Regions from separate parts of the Sus scrofa genome. Here region 2 is linked to region 1. Evidence: chromatin contacts called from public Hi-C data. All regions are on one chromosome and are shown on one strand. Each heading gives the region's core, a stretch centred on a gene start, on an enhancer-like site or on the middle of the called end of the contact. The rest is flanking DNA. Distances are from core to core; before and after follow the strand shown.

Evidence for each region. A called contact is a pair of places that touch in the nucleus more often than the background predicts.
Region 2: a Hi-C map of skeletal muscle shows a contact between it and region 1, with 2.4 times the contacts expected there. The contact joins the promoter of ZBTB7A here to the promoter of ANKRD24 in region 1. A contact is called at or near these places in 1 of 5 promoter capture datasets (liver), 2 of 47 Hi-C or Micro-C datasets (liver and skeletal muscle) and 1 of 2 datasets of contacts at active chromatin or transcription factors (alveolar macrophages).

What each region holds. Positions count from the first base shown.
Region 1 is chr2:74,563,101-74,569,957 of Sscrofa11.1, reverse strand. It overlaps ANKRD24 (ankyrin repeat domain-containing protein 24), which reads left to right and starts at 1,556. Exons shown (of 23, transcript XM_021084071.1): 1 at 1,556-2,283; 2 at 5,056-5,127. It overlaps SIRT6 (sirtuin 6), which reads right to left and starts at 1,419. Exons shown (of 10, transcript NM_001114273.1): 1 at 1,345-1,419. The coding sequence starts at 1,410.
Region 2 is chr2:74,675,460-74,682,393 of Sscrofa11.1, reverse strand. It overlaps ZBTB7A (zinc finger and BTB domain-containing protein 7A), which reads right to left and starts at 4,101. Exons shown (of 3, transcript XM_003354008.4): 1 at 3,682-4,101. LOC110259362 (vegetative cell wall protein gp1-like) reads right to left here and starts at 6,104. Exons shown (of 2, transcript XM_021084088.1): 1 at 4,141-6,104; 2 at 3,752-3,843. The coding sequence starts at 5,027. The coding sequence ends at 3,771. LOC110259661 (basic proline-rich protein-like) reads left to right here. Exons shown (of 4, transcript XM_021085143.1): 2 at 2,254-2,726; 3 at 2,842-3,081; 4 at 3,188-3,257. The coding sequence ends at 3,257.

The DNA.
Region 1 (6,857 bases), core at 307-2,806:
GCTACAATATGGATGAAACTTGAGGACATTATGCTCAGAGAATAAGCCAGATAAAAAACCACAAATACTGTATCATTTCACTTATGGGAGGTCCCTAGAGGAGTCAGACTCATAGAGAAAGTAGATGGTGGGTGCCAGGGCGTGGGGGAGGGGGATGGAGAGTTAGTATTTAATGAGAACACTAGGAAGATGAAAAAGCTCTGGAAATGGATGGTGGTGATGGTTGTATAACATTATAAATGTATTCAATACTGCTGAACTGTAGTCTTAAAATAGTTAAGAAAGTAAATTTTATATTGCGTATATTTTATGAGTATTTTTTAAATTGGGGGAAAAATAGTCATTTTCAGTGATGGCTCCCTGGCCACCTGGTTTCAATGCAGCCCTCAGCTCTTCTTATCTGCTTTGCTTTTCTCCCTAGCTCTTACCACCATCTGGTTTCTTTTTATTCTTCTTTCTTTTTTTTTGGCTGCAACACAGCATAGGGAAGTTCCCTGATTAGGGATCCAATCCAAGCCACAGCTCCAGCAAGGCAGGATCCTTAAACTGCTGCGCCACAGCAGGAACTCCCCACTATCTGATTTCTTATACTTATTTGCTGCTCATCTGTCTTGTTCTGTGATGTGGCTCCAGGTTGGAGAAAGTGTCTGGTATAAGGTAAGTACTTGAATGTTTGTGGAATAAAGTGAAAAACACCCAGGAGGGAAGAGTGGGGCTGCACATCATCTAAGAGCTCACTGATGCCTGACTCAGAATGAACGAGCCAGCCTTTGTGGGAGGGGGGCAATCTTCTCCCCAGTTTACAGAAGGGGAAAGGAAACCCAGAAAGAAGTGACCCAGCCAAGGTCTCAGCGTACGGAGGGACTTCTTTTCAGCGTGGTTGGAGGAGTGTTTCTGATACATCCTCCAGGTTCCTCCCCAGGTCAAAACCCTTCCGCATCACCCTTAGTGTCAACTCCCCAGCCTGGCACTTGAGGCCCATCCTGGCCTCCTTCTGGAAACCTCTTTGATCTAATCTGCTCTCTAAGTTTATTTCCACCCCACCCCCCCGCTTTGCCCGGGTAGTGCATTCTGCCTGGATATACATTGGGTGCTCCCTTATCAGAACTTGAAGACCACCCCATCGCTGGTCCTTCCCCGAGTCACCAGCCTAACCGACCCAGAGCTGGGCGTGTTCGCGTCCCCGGCCGCGCTGGGGCGTCACTTCCCGCCCCCTCCTCATTGGGAAGTCCCTCCCATTATCTAGCCTCAGTGTCTCCTGCTATTCCCACAATTCCCCGCTGCCGGTAGGCCCCGCCCAGCCCACGGCCCTGGGGGTAGCTGTCGGGATCCCGCCGCGCTCACCTCGGGGAGACCGCACTTGCCCTTGTCTGCGTACGGCGACAGGCCAGCCGCATAATTCACCGACATCCTCACCGCCCCAACGGGAACAATAAAGTTTCCCTTGTTGTGGCCGCTTCCGCCGGAAATGGGGTGGGACGGGGAAGGAGGAGCCGCATTCCCATCCACCGCACCTGGCGTCTCCTTCCAAGACGCATGCGCCCCGGACGGACGCTGCGGTCGCCATATTAACTGATGGCAAAGGGAGACCTGCTTCCAGCTTCTGCTTCGTACTGTATGCTGGGCATGTAGCGGGTGGTGGGAAAAAGGCTGTCCAGTGACCGGGCTGGAAACTGGGGGATAGCCGACGAGAGAGTTCTCTAGTCGCCTCTAAAGCGAGGGGCACGAAGATCAGTGCCCTTTTCCCCTTTTCTCACAAATGAGTGAATTGACGTTCCCCTTACTCGCCCTCCACTCTTGCAGAACAGAGCTTGAGAGAAGGGACCCGGGACTCATGCTCCCAATCCAAGGTTCTTTCCCCTGAAAATTTCAGAATTTTCTAAATTTACAAATGTACAGTACCTGTGCGTCGTGGGGGCAATTTGGGGCCTCACTAAGGGAAGGTTGAGGACGCCACTCTTAAGATACTTGGACATTATCTAGGTGGGCGATAATCACTCAGCAGGACAGGTCTCGACTGCACCAAGAAAATGGAGAAACTGCTTCCGGTCACTGGGGCTGGTGGCCTTTAGGACTCATTTAAGAAATGTATTGCACAGCCACTAGGGGGACGCTGGAGAGCAAATGCAGCATTTCATGACCTAGCAGTGGTGACTTAGTGTGACCTGTGTGTAATGAGGGCATTGAGCAAGGAAGGCGCTCTGGCGGAGGCAGCTGACCCAGCCTGGGAGACAACCAGGAAGGCTTCCTGGAGGAGGAAATGTTTCACTAAAGATCTGAACAGTGAGTACAAGTGAGGTGGGGGAAATCAGCCAATTGGGGCTGACAGGAGGTACAGAAAGAGGGCTCCTGGCAGAGGAACAGCAAGTCCAAAGGATGGGAAGAGCAGAAGAGGGTGGCTCTTTCCAGAAACTGAAATCTGCCCAGTGATGTTAGGGAAAAACATCCATGTCTTCCTGCCAAAGCCTGGTGGCCAACAGACAGGCCCACTGCCAGTCTGTCTCCTCCCTCTGCTCATCCCCTACCATTGGGGGTGGCTGCCTGTTCAGAGCTGATCAGGTGTCAGAGCTGAGTGCTGGGAGCTGCTGGTGTGAGCTGGTGGCCCCGCTGGAGCAGGTAACCAGAGCCGGCAGTGGACACGGTGGCCTGGTGCTGGAGTCAGTGGAGCTGCAGAAGGTAGGGGCAGAGGAGATGAGGGAGGCCTGGGCTGGAGGCTCCCCTTAGGGCCTCAGGCCCCTTGCCCCTGGGCACTGGCATATGGGAGAATGGAGGGCTGGTGTATGCCCCAGTTATGCTGAGGCAACAGGCACCCAGACACACACACACACGCACACACACACACACGCACACCCATTCATGGGTGCACTTTGCACTTCTCAGCCTTTTGCCGTGGTTAGGGTACATCCCTTCTTTTCCTGCTGCTGCTGCTCAATATCCTGCCCAGCCATCAGGCCCTGTTTATATATCAACACCTCCTCCAGGAAGCAGCTCCCTAGACGCTTCCTCTTGCCCCCAAGCCCACAGATTCCCTCCTGCCCCAGCAACTTGTGAACTTCTCTCGAGGGTGTCATTTACACCCTGCTCTGGGTGTGATTGAGTCCTTTAGACAGGAGTAAAGAAAAAGAGTGGGTGGGTGGTGAGTGGGTACATTGATTAAATGGGGTGAATTGAAGGAATGAGTGAATGGATGGGCAGTAGATGGATGGGAGGGTGGATGGATGATGGGTGGGTAGGTGGGTGTTGGTTGTGTGGGTGGCTACATAGGTGGGTAGGCAGGTGGATAAGTGAATGGATGAGTGGTTGGTTGGACAGGTGGGTGGTGGGTGGGTAGGTGGTAGCCAGTGGGTAAATGGATACATGGATCTATGGATAGGTGAGTGGGCAGCTGGATGGGCAGGTAGGTAGGTGGATGGTGGATGGATGGGCGGGTGGATGTTGGTTGAAGCATGGGTGTTTGTTTGTTTTGTGGGTTTTTTTTTTCTTTTTAGGGCCACACCCACAGCATGTGGAGGTTCTCAGGCTAGGGGCCAAATCAGAGCTACAGCTGCTGTCCACAGCCACAGCCACAGCAACACCAGATCCAAGCCACATCTGCGACCCATACCACAGCTCACGGCAGTGCCAGATCCTTAACCCAATGAGCTAGTTGGACTCCTTTCTGCTGCGCCATGATGGGAACTCCTGAAGTGTGGTTCAAGGGTGCAAGGAGAACCATGAGAAGATGCGTTGAGTGGTGGATCGTGGGTGGATGTGGAAGGGGGGGCTTGGGTAGAAGGATAGACACACAGGTGAATGGAGGGGTGGGTTGATGGCTGGAGGAATGGTCTGGCAAATTCATGGGCAGGTGGGCACGTGAAAGGTCAGGTGAAGGATACTCCTTCACAGAACATAGGAAGGAATTTGCAGCCAGACACCGGGCAAAACACCCCCTTGAATATCCTGCCTGATTTCTATACCTTCACATGCAGGGAACACGGAACAGGCCAAGCTGAACAGACATGTGTGTACACACACCCCTTGTGCTGACGTGTGCACATACATGCATGCAGCCATCACCCAGACCTCCACCCGCCTTGGGTGACTTGCCTCCTTGCTTTTACTCACAGAAGCCAGGCTGGTGTAAGGGGACTTAGCTGCAAGGATGTCCTCTCCAACCTTCCAAGAAACATGCTTCTGTGCTAAGAGGCCTCAGCTCTGGACCTGGCTCCCCAGGAACCTCTAACTATTCAGGAAAAGAGAACCAGTCCAGACACTTCCAGCCTCTGGAGCCAGGGGTGGGGCAGAGGAAGAGCTGGGGGAACCCAATTTAGGGAGTTAAGAGTTCTGGCAAGAAGCAAAACTGATCAGAACGCTGTGGGGTTTTGGAACTGAGCTCTGAAGGATGAAAAGGAGGTCACCACAGAAGGAAAAAAAAAAAAAAAAAGGCATCCTAGGCAGAAATAACTGCACATATAAAAGCTTGGCGACTAGAGGAGTTTCCATCGTGGCTCAGTGGAAACAAATCTGACTAGTATTCATGAGAATGCGGGTTCGATCCATGACCTTTCTCAGTGGGTTAAGGATCTGGTGTTGCTGTGAGCTGTAGGGTAGGTCACAGACGTGGCTTGGATCCCGTGTTGTCATGACTGTGGCATATACTGGCAGCTGTAGCTCCTAGCCTGGGAATCTCCATGTGCCACAAGTGTGGCCTTAAAAAGAAAAACAAAAAAAATCTGGAGACCAGAAAAAACTGGATCTACTTGGGTAATGGGGAGTACTGGTGGGATGCATTTATGGAGAACCTACTGTTTGTCAGGCTGTATGCTGGGGACCTTACAGAAAACTGTCTACGAGTTGGTCAAGAGACGATTATCCCCTGGATTTTAAGAATGAGAGATGTAAAACGGAGACAACAAGCGACCTGCTGTAGGACACACAGCAAATAGGAGATGGGATAGGTCCTGCTGTAGGGGCTGGGATGGCCCAGGGTGGAGGAAGTGTACTTTTGAGGAGCAGAAGGCAGCAGACCCCCTTGCCCACCAGGACTAATGTCCCTTACCCCCTGACCTTCCCCAGGTGACCTGGGGAGAGGAAAAACGCTGAACACTGGCCATGAAAACCCTCCGGGCACGATTTAAGAAGACAGAGGTGAGTCTGAGGCTACTGAGCTACCCGATGTTCTGGAGCTTTGGGCTCCTGTCCCCCAGGGCCTGGCTGGAGATCCACTGGGCCTTTGGACCACTGTCCTCTGTCCCTCTTTAGATTGTTTTGGCAGCTTCCGTATGATCAGGCTCCTCTCTGTTCAAAACTTTCCCGTGGTTCCTCACCATCCACAGGTTGAAATGTACCCTTTTAGCCTCTGGCCACCTCCCTCCCTTTCCTCACTACTGCCCCCTGCTGTCCTGATCTCCTCACTGGTTCCTATTCAAGCTTTCCAGCCCTCCATCCCTTTGCCGAGGCTCTTCCCTCCACCTGGAATGCCCTTCCTGGTATTGCTCCCCATCAGATCCCATCCCTCACAGTTTGGTCCCAAGAACATTTCTTCTGGGATATCTCTATTCCCAGCTACAGTGACCACTTGCTTTTCTGGGGCCTCACTCTCTTGGGGACCCTGATTTCTTCCTCTTGATTATTTACTCAGCAAATAGTAGGGTAGGGGAAATGATTGCAGTTTTAAAGGGGTTGTCAGGAAAGGCCTCACTAAGAAGCTAATATTAGAACAAAAATTCGAAGGGAAAGGAGGGAGGGACTCATGTATACTTGCAGGAATCGCATTGCAGGTGGAGGGACCAGCCAGTGCAAAGGCCCTGAGGTGGGATCAAGCTGGCTTCCCTTGCAGCTGTCTCTTGGACTGTGAACTTCCAGGGAAGGTGCTTTCTCCTCAGTCATCCCCACTCTCTCCTGGGCCCCCAAGTCCCTGCCAGTATGCAGGCAGATCCAGGGCATAGGTTGGAGAAGCTTAGTAAGCATTCACATGTTGAGTTAGGCAGCCAGCCTTCCTGAGCACTGGCCTTCGTGGCTTCCCTCAGTCAGGCTAGACGTCACAGTTTTAGTCCAAAGAAACCAAGGTCCTGAGAGGATAACTCACCTCTTCTGGTCACAAAGCAAAGTGGCCACAGCAAGATTCAATCCCTTGTGTGTCGGACTTCAGAGCCCTTGTATCTTTCTACATGACAGGGCCTCCCCACCTGACAGGTATGGCCCACGACAATCAGGGAGGCTACCTGGAGGAGGTGGTATTGGAGCAGAGCCTGGAAAGACAGGGAAGGTTTAGATAAGTGAAGGCACAAGGATCCCTAGCCTGAGAACTTCCATATGCCACAAGTGTGGCCCCAAAAAGATAAATAAATAAAGTCAGGTGGCCTTGGGTTCCAATCCTTCTTCTGCCACCGACTTGCTCAGTGATTTTGGGTATACCTCTGCCCTTCTCTGGCTTCTCATAATTTTCCAAATTGATTTTTAAATTTGTTGTTATTATTATTTTTTTTGGCCACTCTTTGGCATGTGGAAATTTCCAGGCCACAGATCAAATCCATGCCACACCAGTGACAACACCAGATCCTTAACCCACTAAGCCACCAGTTTATTATTTATCAATTTTAATATTCCTTCTCACTTTATTTCTTTTAATGTTTAAAGTTAATGTCATTGAGGAGTTCCCGTCGTGGCACAGTGGTTAACAAATCCGACTAGGAACCATGAGGTTGCGGGTTCAATCCCTGCCTTTGCTCAGTGGGTTCACAATCAGGAGTTGCTGTGAGCTGTGGTGTGGGTCACAGACGTGGCTCGAATCCTACATTGCTGTGGCTCTGGCGTAGGCTGGCAGCTACAGCTCTGATTCGACCCCTAGCCTGGGAACCTCCACATGCCGCGGGAGC
Region 2 (6,934 bases), core at 2,852-5,351, 110 kb before region 1:
TCCTCTGGTCTCCACCGCCCAGGGCTGTTGCAAGGCGGTTTATGGTCTATCAGGTGCCTGGAGCACAAGGTGACAGGTGGAAGGTGCCGAGTGTGTGTCTCAGAGACACACTCCAGCAGAATCCCTGCTGTGCCCTGAGCTGACCCAGGCTCTTCCTCCACGAGGGAGAAAAGGAAAGGAAACAGTTGGAGCCATAAGCATTTGGAGGAACCCTTCAACAACCTCATTTTACAGAGGGGAATATTTGCCTCCGAGAGGCCACTGGGCTTGTCCAAGGTCACAGAGCAAGTGAGCCAGCATTTAAAACCCCAGTGGACCCCCGCCTAGGCCAGTTCTGTTTCAGCAGGACTGGCCCTGAGTCTGGGCTCTATGAGGTGACCTGGGTCTCCTCGGAAATAATGGGTTGTAAAAACCCAGAGCCCTGCTGGTCTCCAGGGGCCAAGGTGCCGAGGGGCGGGGCTGCAGCTCAGATGGGATGGGAAGGGCCTGCCTCAGAAGACTGGGAGGCAGGGAGACGGAGTCTCCTGCTGTGTGACCTTGGACACTTTGCTGGCCCTCTCTGAGCCTTACTGCTCTCCTCAGGCAAAGGCTCCATTTGGCTGACAGGTGCCTGCCATCAAACCTCCAGGCCCTCTGGAAGACAGGTGGGCAGGTACCCCCCAGGTGTGACAGAAAGGACTCTGGACACGTCCTGAGCTGGGAGGCAGGACCCCAAGGGTCAGATCCAGCACTGGCTGGCTGACCTTGGGCTGCTCTCTGCTTCCCCCAGGCCTCAGTTGCCCTTGCCCCATATGGCACTGCTCAGAGGCTTGCTCTAAGCCCCTGAGGCCCCATACTTGTGTCTGACCTCCCCTCCTGGCCTCAGTTTCCTCATATAGCATTGGGGACTGCCACCAGCCCAACCAGCTATGGATCAGAAGGTTCCAAGGAGCAAAAAGAAGGAAAAAAGCCAACACAAAGACTGGCTGCTGTCTCAGGAACCTTCCTCACTGGATGAAGGTTGAGCTCTGGCAGGCCTCAGTCTCCCACACAGAGAAAAGGGTGCATCAGCCTATAGCCACCCGCTGCTAAGGGCCTCTGCTGAGAGTTGCGTGGCTCCCCGCCCAGGCCAGGGTGCTGACTGGCCACCACGCAGCCAATCAGAACTGAATAATAAATACCCCCCCCCAAAGTGACCCACGAATTAAAATTTCAGTGTCCCCGTTGGCTCCTCTTTCCTTCATTAGGCATGCGGATCCCAGGGCTTCGCTCTTCCAGTCACTAGCTCCTGCCCCCCCTTCTCCCCTAGGCTCCCGTCTCCACAGCGATGGCTGGCAGTAAACAGAGCCCCGAGCCCAGACGATAAGTGCCAGGCCTGGTGTGCTCTAAGGGCCCCACTGGGGGTGGCCCTCAGGGGAGAATGCCCCCTGCCTGGAGTCTTGGGGGCCTGGGAGGAAGCAGCAGGGCCCAGTGTGGACTCCCCAGACCTCTCCCAAGCCCAGCACTGCCAATAGGAAGTGATCGGTTGGTCCAAGGGAGGGCCCCCCCAGTGTGGGAGCGGCACACTCTGGGTTACGCCCTGGCCCGGTTGAGGGGGGGGCCTGACATGGAATCCTGGACGCCCTCTCCAGCCAGGCCTGCTACGGCCCTGATCTGGGAGGCAGCTGGCAGGGAGGGGGGGTAGCAAACGAAGCCTGCCACCCATGGGTGAGCCAGGTGGGCACACCCGGTGGAGGGGCACCAACACCTCTCTCACTTCCGCCCCCTGGCTAGGGGGAGAGAGGAGTTGCCTACCTCTCCCTGCCACCCCACCAACTGCTGGCTGCATTCCCCAAACATTTAGTGGGCGCCCACTGGGTGCCTGGGCCTGGATGGACAGCAGTCTCCTGCTGCGGTCCACCGGACTCCCTCACCAGCCAGCCAGCCAGCCAGCCAGCCGGCCGGCCAGCCAGCGAGGGCAGTGCCTCCCAGGACCCGCAAAGGCCTGGGCAAGAGAGTGCACCAGCCCCAGCCCTCAGCTCCGGCCCCTGCCCGGTTCTCAGGCCCGGAGCTGGGGGAGGGGGCCCGTTCCTCGGCTGGGGACGGAGGGAGGGAGGGAGAAGGAGGTGGCTGGATCCCACCAGTTCACCCCCTCCTCTGCCTGGGCTCAGGGTTCGCACGTGGTGGTGGCGTCAAGGGGAAGGAGGGGGGTCCGGGCCAGAGGAGACAGGGTCACGCGCTCTGGGGGCGCGGGCAGGGGTGAGGGGTGCTTTCTGTCCCCTCCCTGGAGGCCAGGGCCAGGCGGCCGCGCGGGCAGGGCAAGGGGCCAGGCCAGTCCCCCCACCCAGGGCTGAGTCAGGCCCGGGCGGGGGCAGGAAGCGGCCCCCTCCCCCGCCCCGGCCGCAGCGCGCGGCCCCCGCTCCGGCCCGCGGGCCCCCACCGCGCAGCCCGCGCGGGGGGCTCCTACCTCCTTCCCGGGGCAGCGGCGAGGGGGCCCGGCCCCGGCGGCGGCGGTGGCGGCGGCTGCGGCTGGGCTGGCTCCCTCCGAGGGGCCGGGAGGCGGCAGTGAGCCTGGCCCCGCGCCACCCCCCGCCGCCGGCGGCCAATCCCCACCCGGGCTGGGGGGAGGGCGATGCAAATTACCCCGGATCTGGGTCCGCCCGCCCGCCTCCCCCACGCCCGGGCCCAGTCTGCACTAGGCCGCTCATCCCCGGACTCCCCTGCACCGCGCGGCCGCCTGGGCCGCCGCCCTCCCCAGGGAGCGCGGGGTGGGTGACCCCCCCCGGGACGGGGGGCTGAGGGGAGGGGGGCTGGGGACGGTTACACAACCAAGGCGGGGAGGGGCCCCGGGGCGGGGAGGGGGACGGCCCGCGGGCCGCGCAGCCGGAAGCCGGGGACCGCCACCGGCCCCCGGCAAGGGGAGCCCGGCTCCAGGCCCCGCCTCCGGGCCGGCAGGCCCCGCCTCCGGGCCGCGCCGCGCGATCAGCCCGCGCTCATTGGCTCGCTAGCCCGCCACTCACCGCCCCTCCTCCGCACCGCCCCTACCCGCGGGCCGCGGCGGGACGGCGGCGCGGCGCACCCTGGGACTTGTAGTCCGAGCAGCCTGCCACCTGCCAGCTGCAAGCGCGGGGGGACTACGACGCCCAGAGGCCCCAGCGGCCGCGCCCGCCCACCCGGACACCCCACCCCTTCCCCCTCCTTTGCAAAGCCCCCCTCCCTGTTTTTTCAGCCCCCTCCCCCCCATCCCCCATGGAGCTCAATCCTGGCCAACTCCAACGTATGCACGCAGCACCGAATAGGCCCCCGGGGGGCGAGAGCGCCCCCAGTACCCAGCTGCAAACTTAGCACGCGACGCGCCCCCCTATCTCCCCACGCCGGCTCCCCCCACCCTCAATGCAGCCCCGCTTCCCCTCCCCCTCTCCTCGCGCTCCTGGGAGCCCCGAAAAAACCATGCACCAGGGGGGTCGGGGGGGGGCGGCCGGCGCACAAGCCTATGCACTTCGCCCCTAATACCCCTTCCCTGGCGGCGCCCCCTCCCCGCGCTCGGGATCCAGGGCGCCTCCAGCCTCCCGGCAGCTGCCAGCCACCCCCTCCTCTGAAACTTGCGGAACGTCCCTGGCTCCCGGGATCGCCCCTTCTGGCGAGGGCAAAGGTGGGCGCAGAGACCCCAGCCCTTCCCCACCCTGCACCCCATGCTGGGGGCCGCGCCGTGCGCTGACTTACCTCGCGGGGCCGGGCCGGGCCGGGGCGCGCGGGGCCGGGGCCCGGAGTTGGGACTGGGCTCCTCGGCCGCTCGCCTCTGGGGTCCGCGTCTAGCTCTCCCCTCGCTGGCTCTCCCCTCTTCGCTCCCTCGCTCCGGCGGCGGCGTCACTGCCCCTACAGTAACTGTACAGTACAGCCAAAGCCCCGTATGATGCTCGCGACTCCCTTCCTGGTTTCTCCGAGGGCAAGAGGGGTCCTCCCTTGTCTTAAAGGTGCCGCAGCCGCCGGCCCCCCCCACGCCCAGCCCGCCCCCCCACCCCGGCCTCAGAGGCCAGAACAGGCTCGGCAGGTCCCCTCTTGCCACGTCTCTGCCCTCCCGTGGGGCTTCGCCCGCTGCGCCGGAGAAACCGGGCTGTTATTAGGTTTTGTCAAGTTGAGGGGGGGTCCAGCCCGCCCCCGGCGCGCCCCCCCTCTTCTGACCTCTCCGCCCCGCTGCGCGGCGCCGTGCCAGCCTGCCAGCTTATCTGTCCCCAGAGCTCCCCGGGGCGCGGGGGGAGCGGGCCCCCCGGGTGGAGGGGGTGGGGGACTCCAGATAAACAGGCCCCCAGCCTCCACGCAGAGGCGGGTGCGGGGGGGGGCGCGGGCTTTGCCCCCGACGCCTGGGGCGTGGCAGGATGGCAGCGGGGGCGGGGAGGGCTATGCGCACTGCGAGGACCGACGCGGGCGTGGGTCGCGGCTGCCCGGGCTGCTGGGGGTGGGTGGGGGGCGAGGGGTGGAGACTGCGGGCCGGACGCCGGCCCTCCCCGGGCCTCAGTTTGTCCAGCTGCGGAAGGGACCTGGGGGCGGGCTTTGGGTTGACGGCTCGGGTCCGCTGGGCTCCCGGGTCTGTAAATGAAACAGCCAACCTGCCCGCCTGCGATTATGTAAAGGAGTCGCCTCTGCCCGCTGCGCCAGGGGCGTAGCGGGGGAAGGGGTTGGCTAGGGGCGGGCTGGGCTGTTGTTTTCCCGGCTTTCCGAGTTCCCCCACCCAACTGCGGGCCACTGGGCGGGACGGAGACCCGGCACCGGACGCTTAGGTCCCGCGGTTCGTTCCCGCAAGGGTCTGCATGGCTTGGGAGGGGCGAAGGTGGGGAGTGGGGAGGCGTTGGCTCAGCCCAACTTTTTTTCCCTGTCCATTTCTCCCACTTCCTCCCCGGTCGTGGGAGAGGTCCGGCGGGGGACGGGGGAGGGGGAAGAGGGGACGAGCAGTGAGAACTGCCTGACCCGCCCCGGCCAACTGCCCGCTGCACACAGTAGGCGCTGGGGGAGGGCTCTCTGGTGCAATCAGCCCCCTGGGGATCTCTGAGCCTCAGTTTCCCTGTCTGCATTCCCTCGGTCGGAGAAGGCTGGCACCTGCTTCGGCGTCGTTTGCTGAGCGCTTCTCGAGTGGCTGGCTCTGTCCGGGGTCCTGTTTACCTCCATTCTAACATCTAATGCCATTATCATGATCATTATTTATTGTTATTATCATTTTTACCACCATTACCTTACAGGCAGGAAACTTCCACTGCCGTGGGTGAAATGTACCCCGTCTGTCCTTCTGTGACTTCAAAGCTTTCCTGCACTTCATTGCCTCTTCACACACGTATTAAAAGTGCCTTTCAACTCCCAAACGGGTTGGATTGGCTTTTGTAATAGTAATTTGGCTTCAAGGGGAAACCCGGGAGGCCCCCAGAAGGGAAGTGACAGCCCCAGGACTTGCAGCCTGAAACCAACCCCCCAGGGTAGATGGAAAAGGACTGAGGGAGGGGCCACTTGGGTCCAGAGTGAGGGCGGAACCCAGGGACTTTGCTCTAACGACCCTGCCTGGGATATAAGTCCTCTTCCTTCCTTAAACCACCCTGCCATCAGCCTTGGGACAAGAAGGGCCAAGCAGAAACACAATTTGCAGGTCCCAGGATAGTTATTGGGTACTGGAGATAACTGAAGTTCAGGCCTTCATCCTAAGCAGTCTTACTTGCCATCCCCCCAATGTCCACCCATTCAACCAGAGCAGGGGTGACTCAGTGTCCCCCCTGTACCACCCAGCCTCAGATTTCTGGCACCCTTCTCTGCCGCAGATAACCTGACTCAGAAGGGGCAGGGAATTCATATATAAGATTAGCATTGAATCTAATCCTTATCAGGCCCCAGGAAAAAACAAGGGTTATATAATTTCCATCTTACATTTGAGGAAACTGAGGCCAAGGGAGGGACAGTGAGCAAGGATGTCAAATCCAGCTTCACCTGGCTCTAGACCCTGCCGGAGGGGCTGAAGGTGGGTCCTTCAGGAAATGCCAGGATTGCATACCCCAACCCTATGCCCAGTCCTGCTCCTGCAATGAAAAGAGAGAGAAGGGAGCAAAGCTTTGTCCTGACCCCTATTCCTCTGTCCCTACCCCAACCCTCTCCTCCCCACCCCCCAAGAAACCCAGGTAGATAATTTTTTTTTTTTTATGGTGGCACCTGTGGCATATGGATGTTCCTGGGGCAGGGGGGCTAGTGGTCATATCTGAGCTGCAGCTGCCAGCCTACACCACAGCCACAGCAACATCGGATCCCAGCCGCATCTGTGACCTATGCCGGAGGTTGTGGCAATACCAGATCCTTTACCCACTGAGTGAGGCCAAGGATTGAACCCACATCCTCATGGATACTATGCTGGTTCTTAACCCACTGAGCCACAACAGGAACTCTCAAGTAGATACTATTTTAAGACTTAATAGGAGTTCCCGTTGTGGCGCAGTGGTTAACGAATCCGACTAGGAACCATGAGGTTGCGGGTTCGGTCCCTGCCCTTGCTCAGTGGGTTAATGATCCGGTGTTGCCGTGAGCTGTGGTGTAGGTTGCAGACGTGGCTCGGATCCTGAGTTGCTGTGGCTCTGGTGTATGCCGGTGGCTGCAGCTCCGATTCGACCCCTAGCCTGGGAATCTCCATATGCTGCGGGAGCGGCCCAAGAAATAGCAAAAAAAAAAAAAAAAAAAAAAAAAAAGATTAAATTACTGTGTGACATTGGGCAGATTACTTAATTTCTCTGATCCTTAGAGTCCTCTGGAAAGAATAATGGTAGAGACCTCCTAGGGTTGTGACAAAGGAGAGATAAAATGATACATGTAACATACTTAAACAGCACATGGATATGATTATGTTGGTATTGCTGTCATTATTATTCATTTCCAAAGGTGAAAAATTTACACACACTCAAGCATTTTTTCCTCATTGGCTGACCCCCGCCTCCCCCCTCCCCCCACCAAA